2 separate regions of the Mus musculus genome follow, and region 1 is linked to region 2. Evidence: chromatin contacts called from public HiChIP or PLAC-seq data. All regions are on one chromosome and are shown on one strand. The core of a region is the stretch at or near the end of the contact, and the rest is flanking DNA. Distances in the headings are between cores, read along the strand shown.

The links. HiChIP or PLAC-seq counts read pairs in DNA pulled down with a chosen protein or histone mark.
Region 1: a FOXA1 HiChIP or PLAC-seq map of pancreatic cancer cells shows a contact between it and region 2. The contact joins two enhancer-like sites.

The regions. Positions count from the first base shown.
Region 1 is chr2:66,141,303-66,147,343 of GRCm38.p6, forward strand. No RefSeq gene overlaps it. Among named protein-coding and RNA genes, the nearest start is that of Galnt3, 20 kb to the left of the region's middle. Within about 2 kb of position 2,754, at least 37 of the 459 cell types and tissues checked have an H3K27ac peak or open chromatin away from gene starts, as enhancers often do. A contact at or near this core is called in pancreatic cancer cells, where this site is marked.
Region 2 is chr2:65,189,690-65,195,122 of GRCm38.p6, forward strand. All of the region lies in intron 1 of Cobll1 (Cobl-like 1), which reads right to left. Among named protein-coding and RNA genes, the nearest start is that of Gm13594, 41 kb to the right of the region's middle. Within about 2 kb of position 1,987, at least 48 of the 459 cell types and tissues checked have an H3K27ac peak or open chromatin away from gene starts, as enhancers often do. A contact at or near this core is called in pancreatic cancer cells, where this site is marked.

The DNA of each region.
Region 1 (6,041 bases), core at 1,504-4,003, 950 kb after region 2:
GACTGAAGTCATACTAGGGCAGTAGCCCCAAATTTTACCACCATTGTACAAATAGAAGAGGCTCCGGACAAAACTGGAGGGTAACTATATAGCTACAGATAGATAGATAGATAGATAGATAGATAGATAGATAGATAGATAGATAGATAGATAGATAGATAGATAGATGAAAGACAGACACACAGACAAATAGACACATACTCACTCTCACTCCTCTCAGCATAGCATTCTTTAAGAAAGCATTGCAGCCTGGATAACTTGAGCAGTGGAATTTATCTCCCCAGTCCCAGAGGCAGACTCTAGTTTTGATGGGTACCCTTGTCGAGATTTGCAGCATGCTTCCTGCAGATTTATACCAGGTACAGCATGTTCTCTGATCTCTCTTCCTTATTTTATGAAGAAAATAACCCTGTAATGGGATTTCCATTCTGATTTCATAGCTTAAGTCTCATCAGTTCCCAGAACCTATAAAACATAATATACCCCCCCCCAAATACATGAGTGCAATTGGGTTCCATGTCTTGTATCTTACTTTGTGCAACAAAGCTGTATATGCAGGAAAAATAACAAAAATGGCTCTCATTTTAATGCAATTTAGAAGCGATGAAGAAGCTGTAGCTACAATCCAAGATATCCTGAGAACTTTTTCTCCATTAATTAATTAATTAATTAATTAATTGATTAATTAATTAATTAAATTATTCATTCACTTTGCATCCTGATCACCAACAGCCCTTTTCTTCCACCACTCCCTCTCGCACAGCCCCTCCCACACTCTACCTAACCCCACCAGGTACTACCTCACCCTGTGATGTGCTGAAATTTTATACAATCAGTGTGTTGTTTATCTTTTATCTGTTGAGCATTGCATGCTAACAACATGACCCACTTTATTGAATTTCCCCCACAACCCAGCCAGTCATGAGCCTTATCTTATGAATAGCAAAACAGAAAGCTGAGTCTCTGCACTAAAAGACCAAGGCAGAAGGATTGCCACAACTCCTGGCCAACATGAATTGCATGGTGAGTTTCAAGCCAGCCTGAGATGGAGTGAGGAAAACTCCAACCCAAGTGAAATGGTGCTCCAGTTTGAACTAGAACTCATCTATGTTCAGGGTCAGTCATGATTGCGCACACAGCACGTACTACTACAGCCTCATTGATTCAGTGTGTGGGAGCTAAAAGAAGGCCTCCCTCATTTTACACTTCTGTTTCATTTTTACCACTTCCCCTTTCCCAACTTACTTTCTTCCTAGATTTCTCACTGGTGATTTTGGTAAATGGGAAGAAAGAAACAAGGTTGTATCTTGAGAGGTCAGATAAGCTTGGTGTGTTTGCTTTGTTTTGGTGTGTTGGTTCTGGGGTCAAAGTGTTTCTTACATCCATGTGAGGTTATGAAGAGGGATGGATTTAAGATAAAAGGGGAGAAGAAAAGGAAATAAAAGAAGACGATAGAAAGAAGAGACAGAAAACACAAGAAGGGAGGATCATGAGGGGTTTCTCTGGTACCCCTAATCCTTCAACATAGTATTATCCTGTGCTGTGACCCTGTCATCTTGGGTCTCTAGACAAGTGGTTTGATGTGGTCTGTTAATGGTTAGCAGTGTCCTGAGGAGTCATGACAGTGACTGGATGACTTTTCTCTCAGCTATTCTTGCATTCTAATCTTGCCTTGAAGACCTTGGTTCATAATCTCAAACCATGTAAATATTTAACTCTGAGCTATGTTTCAGAAGCCTGTTTTCAGGCAGGTATTAGGTTATGTCTGGATCATTTTTGTTCCAATACCGATACCCTTCACTCCAGTTCTTAAACTGCACTGCTTTTTGTCAGTGAGGCTATTAACTATACCATGGCAGTGCAGCCCTAGTCAAGTGCTTTTTTTTTTCAACCATCTATGCTTCCACTTGGTCGTCCGTAAATACCGTTTAACAGTAGTACTTATAGCATATCGTACTAGATACAAAGAAACGAGAAGACAGTGCTGAGGAAACATGAGCCATCTATTAAAACTCTTATTGGACTAGTGTCTTTTAGGGTCCAGTCCTCATACTATCCTCGGAAGCAGGAGGAGGAGCAGAAGATGGGAAAATTGTGGGCGAAATAATAAAAGAAGAAGTATTGAGGGCCATGCAATGATGTAATGCCAATCTATGCTAAGATTTCTCTTGGCAAACACTTCCTTTATGATACTGCCAACCTTCCCCTATCATCACCCCTCTTGTCTATGATTTTATGTCTGTGCCTAGTAAGAAAATATAACAGTCTGGAGAGGAACTCACTGCAATCATGCTGTCTTTAGTCAAACCCAAGATCAATAGTATGGCAGTAAGAAAAAGCGATTCAATTATTTGTATCTCGAACTACATCATCATTTATGCAACTCCTTTTTCCCTTTGTTCCCTGTGTTTCTTTTTTCAATTTGACCTTTTTATAATAGGCAATATGCTGCGATATTACCAATGGTTCTCTAATGGGAAACTTTATAGAAGATTTGTGTTGCAACTAATTAGGATTATTTTCCTAGGTTAAAAATACCTAGGGTAATGCTGAGATGGGTAACAGGCATGAAGAGTGGGCTGCTTTATCACACACACACACACACACACACACACACACACACACACACACACACACACACCATGCCCCCATATCCTGTAGACACAAACATGAAAGTATGTGAAGAACTGAATAAGAGAAGCTATTAGACAAATAAGTTGAAGTCGGGGTCACTGTGCAGTACCAGGGGAAGTATCAAACAGCGAGTTCCCTCTCATGCCTGGGCGAGTTCTTGCTTTCCAGTTGTCTTTCCTCTTAGGGGCAGGGCACATGACAAAGAATGTTCCTGCAAACGTGTTTAAAGGAACATGACATTTGATTTTTAGTTTACACTTTTGCCTTTCTTATTATTTTCTGTGTGCATGTGTGAAGAGGTCAGAGGACAACGTTCAGGAATCAATTCTCTCCTTCTTCTATTGATCCCAGGGGTCAAACTCATAACGTTAGGCTTGCGATGTGAGGCTCTGACCTGCTGAGCCATCTCATTTTTCCAGTACTAATTGGTTTTGTTATCATAAATGGAAAAAATGCAATTTCATAAAACTTCATTGCATTTGGTTTTTACTTAAATTTTCTTTTTTTTTTAAAGAGTATTTTCTAGAAGGGCAGAGGTTGGGTGAATATTGAATTTCCCTCTAAACTGTAAAAGTCTAATACAGCCCAGTCTGACAGTGCTTAGGGACAGTTTGTTGTTGTTGTTGTTGTCTTGCCAGTGAGATAGGTATTTTGACACCTTTTTCTTCTATCTGGAATTTTTTTCCTGCCAAGAAGATGTGAAATGTGTCAGTTTCATGTCCTTGATGACTAATATATTAACCTGTGCTCAGATAATTGATGCAGGCTGTAACATTAAAGCTGACTTAGAAATCTCAAAGCAGCTCAGATCCTCTCGTCTTTTAATGGTGTGAGCAAAGTGTTGGGGTGGGAGCACATTCTCTGTCCTTCTCTGTCTTCTGACATTCTAGCATATCAGTGTGCCCCACTGCATCTGCTGTTAGTCCATGGAGGACAACTCTTTGCACAAATATTGACGTAGCATGTGACATGCATACAGGATCTAATATTCTCAACTCTACCATGAATCATGCAGGAGGAATTTATCCGGGGACAGGAGCACGGGTAGAAGGAGGAAGTTCTCGTTCCAGGAAGTTCAAATGTTAGGCTAGGGCCATAAAAGTTATGTATTGCTTCCAGAGAGGGAGACGGGGAGGAGGAGGGGAGGGGGGGTGGTGGAGGGAGAGAGAGAGCTGTGGAAAAGGGAATTCTGGGAAGGCAAAATCAATAGCAAAGTAGAAATAGAGTCTAGACTCATGTCCTAGGAAGAAATAAGTCTTACATTCCAGCACAGACAGTAGGAAATGTATACATTTGGAAAGCTAAATATAGTTTTGAAGTCATTCTTTTTTCAGAAGTTTATGTGGCTTTGGTCAAATCCAGTTTCCCGTCTAAGTGTTGTGGCTGGGGTAGGATTTGGATCCAGTGCTGATGAGTGCCTCTGCTCAACAGTAGGAAGGAAGCCCAGAGCCAATGCTGAGTAGCTTGGGGGGATTGTTGAAACTGCTTATGCCTCAGTTTCCCCATCTGAAAGTGGAAGTGATAGTACAAGTTGATTTCTTATCATTGTTGGAAGAATCACACCTGTTCATTTAATAAAATACCTACTAGAACCTGTGCATGGTAACTGTTTCCTATTAATGAGAAAAAGGTGTAGTATTAATCTTGCACACTGAATGAAGAGTGGAAACAGTAGTTTTTTTCTCACTATAAAGTATTGTGCTAAAAAATGAGAAATATAAATTGTCTCAGAGGAAGCCTCTGACATGGGAATGTCCTGGGTCTCAGGACTTTCAGCTATGGACAGGTAGTGGGGGCTCAAGAGTCCCCCTTCTTCAGAGCCCCACTCCAGCACTGGGTCCTCTGAACTCTGATTAAAGAAAGCTTTCAGTCTGTGAGGCTGCATTCTATGGGCCACTGCCATGACCAGGCCAAACAGAATACACAGCAGTCCTGTGGATGGGGAAGGAGGAGGAGGAGGAGGAGGAGGAGGAGGAGGAGGAGGAGGAGGAGGAAGAAGAAGAAGAAGAAGAAGAAGAAGAAGAAGAAGAAGAAGAAGAAGAAGAAGAAGAAGAAGAAGAAGAAGAAGAAGAAGAAGAAGAAGAAGAAAAACTGGGATAAGGCAGAAAAATTCCTGTTTGTGAGCCATAAACATATTTATGCTTGTGCATTTCATGATTCATTACACTTAAAGGGTGTGTTAGTATGAGAAATGTCTGGAAAGATAAGAAGAAAGTACATGCAATGATTACTTCGTGGGTGGGCACATTGCTAAGGCAGCTTCACAGCCTTATAATTCCTCAACTTTCATCATGCTAATATCTTTTTATTAAAATGCTTAATTAAAGCAAGAACATAGCAAATGGAGAAAGGCCATTTTCAGGTCAATTCCACAATGGTCAATAAAAGACCAAATAAAGGCAACTTTGACATGATGTTCTTATTAACAAAGCACCATTTCTCAAAACTGGTTTTATTAAAAGGTCATTTCCTAATGACTCAAAAATTAATAAAACGTCTTAAATGATAACTTAGTTTTCAAAGGAAGTATGTTGCTTTCATGTTGGAGGACGAGAGAAACTAAATAGAAACTATTTTTTGAATGGTCTTATACAGAAGAGCATAATTGCTTTAATTTCCCTCTATTCAAAGGCCCTAAGCTCAGGGGAGCCCTGCACTCTGCCTTGCCGCTCACTAGGGTAATATTTCTCTTTGCTCTGGAGCACAGTTCGCTTTGGGGGCAATGGGCCAACTTTTTCAGTTTCTGCCTTTCATGGTTTCCTTCTGTCTTCCCCCCTGCTTCAGTTCAGGTCAGGCACACAGATAAGCATTATGCCTAGAATAAAACGGGCTTTGTCCATCTGGACTAATAAATGAATGGAGCCAGTTATTTTCCTTGGCTTATTTTGCAAGGAAACCAAACTAGTTTCCACAGAGCTTAGATGGGTCCTAAACCCAGCTACTTGTTCTTATTAATAATCAGCAATGATTACTCCAAAGTGTTAAAAAAAAAATACCCAGTAGTTTATAGAGGTAGTTTTGCGAGCTACTGGCAGTTGGGCTGTGTTTAGAACTAGAAACTGAACAGGACTCTGCGAGCTGAGGCCTCCCACATTCCCATGTTGGGGAGTTTGAATCTTTCGGTTCAGTAGATACTGCCTTCATGTTCTACATGTTTTCATCTTCCTTTGGGCAATGTTCCTCCTCGGGCTATGCTGCTTTCTGCCGATGAGCAGAGCATTTGTGGTGCAGTCACAAGTGCTCCATAAAGCTCTGTGTGATGCAGAAACTTAAAACTCACATCTGTTTCCAGCGTTCCGACAGATCACTCAGTAGTTCACACGTGGAGCATGGAGCAGTAAGCTTTCCCCCTCCAGGTAGTGAAACCTCAGGGTGATTCTCACCCTCTGTTTATGAAAAGCAAGCAC
Region 2 (5,433 bases), core at 737-3,236:
TATATGAACAGGATCTGAGCTACCGAGAGTCCCCTTTGTGGTCCTCTGTGATTCAGGATCCTAACTGTACTTGAGAAGCAGCCTTCCCACCTGCTGACCTTAGCACAGGCGTCATGTCTCTGGTTGGCTACAGGAATGGCATCCCTGCACATGATAGCCCTGGCTTCACTGCTCCTAAAGACCGTTCTACCCCAAGATGCCAGCCTTTTTACAGTTTCTCATGAAATTCTGTTCCGTTTAAAAGTGTGCATCAGCTCAAGTAGTGACTTGTGCCTTAAATCTCAGCACTAGGGAGAGAGAAGCAAGCCAATTTCTTTGAGTTCTAAGACACTCTGGTCTGCATAGTTCCAAGACATCCAGAGCTACGTACTGAGACCCTAACTCTAGAAACCAAAAAAGACAAAAATATTAAAAGTGTATGTTCATCCCTTTATTTCCTGAAACTGAAAGTTGAAAACACACATTCATATTAAAATATGAAATAGATCAAATGAGTGTGCAACTCCTTTATGTATAAGATGTGTGTGTGTGTCTGTCTGTGTGTGTGTGTGTGTCTCTGTGTGTCTGTGTATGTGTGTGTGTGTGTGAGGGGGGGGGCGGTGCACACTGATGGTGTGTGATGCAGGGACGGGAACTCAGGCCCTCCAACACTCTATGTACACACTCCACCACTGAGCTACAATCCCAGCTCTCAACCATTTCATTATATAATCATAAAGTCTAGAAGATGATTTGTTGTAATGTCTAACAACTTAGTCTACCTCCAAAGTAAAAGTCAGAACTAACCAAGGGAGAGATTACTAGTAAGGAAAGTTCGTCCAGTAAGCTGAATTCTCCAGTCCTGAAATGGTTTACCAGCAAGGTAATGGACATTCTCTAATGCACTTCAAGTTAGAAAACCAGTACGCAGACAACAGACAAAAGCCTCCTTCAACTCCTGACGCTCAAGGACTTATTTTTTAAAGGTCAGCATACTGCCTGGTATCACACATGCTCTAACTATAGCTACCCAGGACCCTGAGGATTCCTTGAGTTCGGGAGTTCAAGACCTACCTCAGTGACACAGTGAGATGATGTCTCAAGAAATAATAAGAACATTTAACATAAGAATGAAACAGCCTATCACGCTGCTAATTTTGAGGGCTCCTTTGCTCTCATAGGTTCTAAAGTCACCCTGTCTGGACTCAGGAAACTACAGCCTGACAGACACACAGCAAATGAGGCTTTAAGAAAGTAGAAGCATGCCCAGAACCAATCCCCACTGGCTCCTCATAGAACAAAGTTGGGGCTTCAACTATCACATAATTAAAAGTGGCTACTGTTTCAATATAGGGTGGTGATTAAGAAACAAGTAACTCAAGGGCAAAGGAATCCAAATGAAGACTCCATTACTCAGTAAGCTCGAGCCAACTTCTAGATCTTCAAGCCTTGATTTCCTCAAATTCACACTGAGCGGTAACAATTATATAGCATTTGTGTAAATTGCATCTATAATGAGCCCTAAGCATTACATGTCCCGCGGAGGAAAACGTTTTTCACCTTTAAAAAAAAGTATTAGTAAATGGTTTCGGGCTAAATAAAATGTCTAGCTTTAAATATTTACAATTTTCTACTTATGCTTTAGATCTAGAGAGAATACTTTTGAGCATAAACTCTGCCTGCAGACACTGCCCTTCACATGTCCCTGCACTAAAATAAATATTTAGGGAGAAGATTAAGTGACCTGTTCTGCTCCAGCCCCGGACTGACTCCCTTCCAGGCCCACCAGATCCTGGAATCACTTCTTGGAGTAGACATTCCACTGGAAGACACACCCAAGGCTCCCCACCCATAAACGTTCCTACCCCGAAATTCCATTCTACCCCTAATCAGGGATCCCTATTCTGCTGGGGAAAGAAAAGAACAACAACCTTATCTCCTGCTGGAGATAATCAGCCTCCAGGATCCTTCAAGAGACAGGAGGCTCTGTGGTGTATCCAGCGTATCCATAGGGACCAGACAGGCCAAGGGAATGAGTCAGCCTTAGAGGCACCTTCTCCCTTCTGGGGCTACCTCCACTCTCCAGTGTGAGAACGAACGGAACTTCTCTCACCCAGAAGAATTCGATATGATAGTGCTTTATAATTCTTCTTTAAAGGCAGGTGTCAGGCTCCAAGACAATTTTCAAAATGAGAAATTAAAACTGTCTTAGATGTTCAATACAAGCAAAAGATCCTACAGTTTTTATTTGCCACTTTACAAATTTGGTAAATTACATTTCCAACACAACTTAATTTCAAGTATTTTCACGTAACTTTGAGATACATTTTGTAACAGACAATTATCATAACGTGTCACCTTTCTCAAGGCTCACAACTTAAATCCTGAACAATGTAAATCACTAGTGATCTAAAAACACAGTTTACCTGAAGAGACTTTAGCAATCATATTTTCCCCATAAGCTGCATGTAAACTCCTTCTCAATGCCGCCAGGCCCATATGAAGACAAGGAACAACATGAAAAACAATGAGTGTATGAGAAACACCAATGGAAAAGACATTAAACAATGCAGACCAGCATAAGTTCCTACTTCCTGCAGGCTCATGAGACCATAAACAAGTCCTTATGTTCCTTTCTGTTACCAGGGCTTTGATTCAGGAACTCAAGCATGCTAAACAACTGCTCAATCACTAAAAACTGCCTTCAGCCCCCACTTTTTTTTTTTATTATAATTTCGTTTTGAGACAGGATTTCTCTAGGTTGCTCAAGCTGGTTTACCCTCCTGCCTCCACCTTGGCAGTGGCTAGGATTACAGGAATACACAGTCCTAGCAGAACATTGCTTTGTAAACTGCTATGAAGTTTACAAACAATGAATATCACCACTAGAAAAGCAATTTTCAATTAGATGACAGGGGTATGTGCATGTGTTAATACTAATGAAGTTTAAAGGGACACTTTCAAAACAGCATGCATATAAACTATTTAGTTATTTATTCATAATTCATAAGAACCTCTTTCAATTCATGCGGTTTCCAACATATAAGGACAAGGTAACACACACTTAGAAATGACAGAGTCATAGAAAAGTTGGTGGCAAACTTTCTTTGTTAAACAACAGAATTATCTGACTTTATAATGTACCAATCTCTGTAAGATGAATAACTAGCACTTCAACTGAAAGGTAGAGACTGAACCCCGGCCTCTCCATCTGCATCCTGGTGCCAGCAATGTCTATTCTTATACCATGGACTGTGGCTATAATCCTTCAATGATGTGTGCCACTAATCACACAAGAGACTTAAGAGAAAATGACACTTGTCTAAAGACTGTGTATCCCATATAAAGGGAATTTACCTTAAGTTTCAGAGGTATCCCTGCACTACTGGCAAATCTGGAGGGAACAGAACCCCGTGTCCACTTGTGGATACGTCATCTCATTGCACTGTGGGAGGAGGACAGTGTGGCATGAGGACTGCAGACATAACCAGAACAATGCCCCTAAAGAACATCCCAGTACCATAGTTAGAATTCCGATACGTCAGTCACCCTTTGCTGGGCACAGTGATGGCCCAGAAGATTTCATTGCACTTGACACGTTCCAATGGCCAGCCAGGTGCACACTGCTGGGCTGTGCCAAAAGCAGAGAAGGAAGGACAGGACTAACCAGGCCACAGGGGAGTCCTACAACCCACAAAATCCTCAGGTTGCAGCATCATATTGGGTCAGCCCAATATCTCAGAGCCAGAGACTTTGCTAAACTCGAAAATACTTTCCCCGCCCAACAAGTACCAGTGTTTTTAGATTTAGTATTGTTTAAAAAAGAATATGAATCTTAAAGCCCTTTAAGTCAATGCCAACAGCAGGAGCCAATAAAAACAAAAGCGAATTGTGAGAAATACTTATCACCGCAACCAGTCTTTACGAAACCCACTTCCTTCTAGACTCTTCTCATCTCCGTCCCTAGGGAAAGTGGGCTCCACATATCAAGTAATCAAATATGTTTATTTTGAAAGGGAAACTACTTTTTAAAACGTCCTTTTAAAAACGATTCCTTTACAATAACATTCTAAAAGGGGACTCTTTATAGTATGCTTAAACAACATGATGTTTTGAAGTCCTCAGAATGCTTAGAGGATATAAATAAAATGCTCCAACAAGAGATTGCTGGACATATAGAAGAGAAGATAAAGAGATAGTACATGGCAAAATGAGAGAAAAATATACAATTTCCACAATATTCAATTTAGTAAATAAAACATTTACATTAAAATCTTCTCACAGCATTGCTTTTGATAATATCTGTTCATTTATTATGTTTTATTAAGCATATTTTTGCATGCACTCCCTAATCTTTTCTCACCCCCAAGTTGCTATGTTGACCACAATATGCACCACTCAGTGAAAAAAAAAAAATTCTCCGCAGGACAATGAATTCAATCTTCACTTTTAAAACTCCTAAGAACACATATCTCCAATATCCAGAGTGCTAAACCATTGAAAGAGATGACTGGGGTTAGAGAAACTCTTTGGTACTTAGAGTTAATAAAATGACAAATTAAAATGTACATTGGTCTTTCTACATTTTAAAACTAAATTCTAAGGGAAATATACAAATCTTTTATCAGGACGGAAACATCTGATTTCTCAGTATGTATGGATCACAAATATAAGGAAAGGAAGTTTAGCTGACTTGGCAAACAGTACTAAGTACTCCAAGAGTATGCCACAAGAATAGAGCCCCATAGACACTAGATCTCCTTATGAAACATGCTGAGACATTCATTCATGACACCTGCTATGACATCTTGTCAAAAATTACTTAACTTCAAACTGTTTCACCTAGATCTATGCTTTCTATGAAAGAATGTAAGAATACACTGACAACATCTCAAGGTAACAACTGAAAAAATCTAAACGTACAATATTTTGTAAAGCAACTGAAAGCCTCTTCAAAAAGTCAGGGATGGACATCTCCCTGAGTAACCCACCTGAGGAGGAAGCCATCAGCAGAGTGTACAGGCTAGACATGTAGGAAAAGACCAAAACCATAAAAGGAAGGTGGCCTTATACTCACCACATAACCCACTGGGCTCACCACCTCTTATTATTCTCTTGGGAAAGAAATTATAAGATCTTTGTCAATTATCTGTGAGGAGAAACAGTGCCTGTCAACAGAGTCCAGGAGATGGTGGAAGGGTGACCAAGCCAAACGTGAATGAACCAGGTCAGAAGATGCGAGGCTGCAAGAGACCTTCACTCATGGTACCAGGAGAAAAGTGGGATTTCTATGGCCCACAGTTAGCATCCAACAACAAAAGCTCTATCTTTGATTTCTTTTATGAGCAGAAAAACATGAGGGAGGAACTAGATGAATGTGGTATTACAGAAGGCTAGGTATGCAGATACCTGATCAGAAAAGCAGGAAAATCAGGGCTGGATAAAGTACCTACA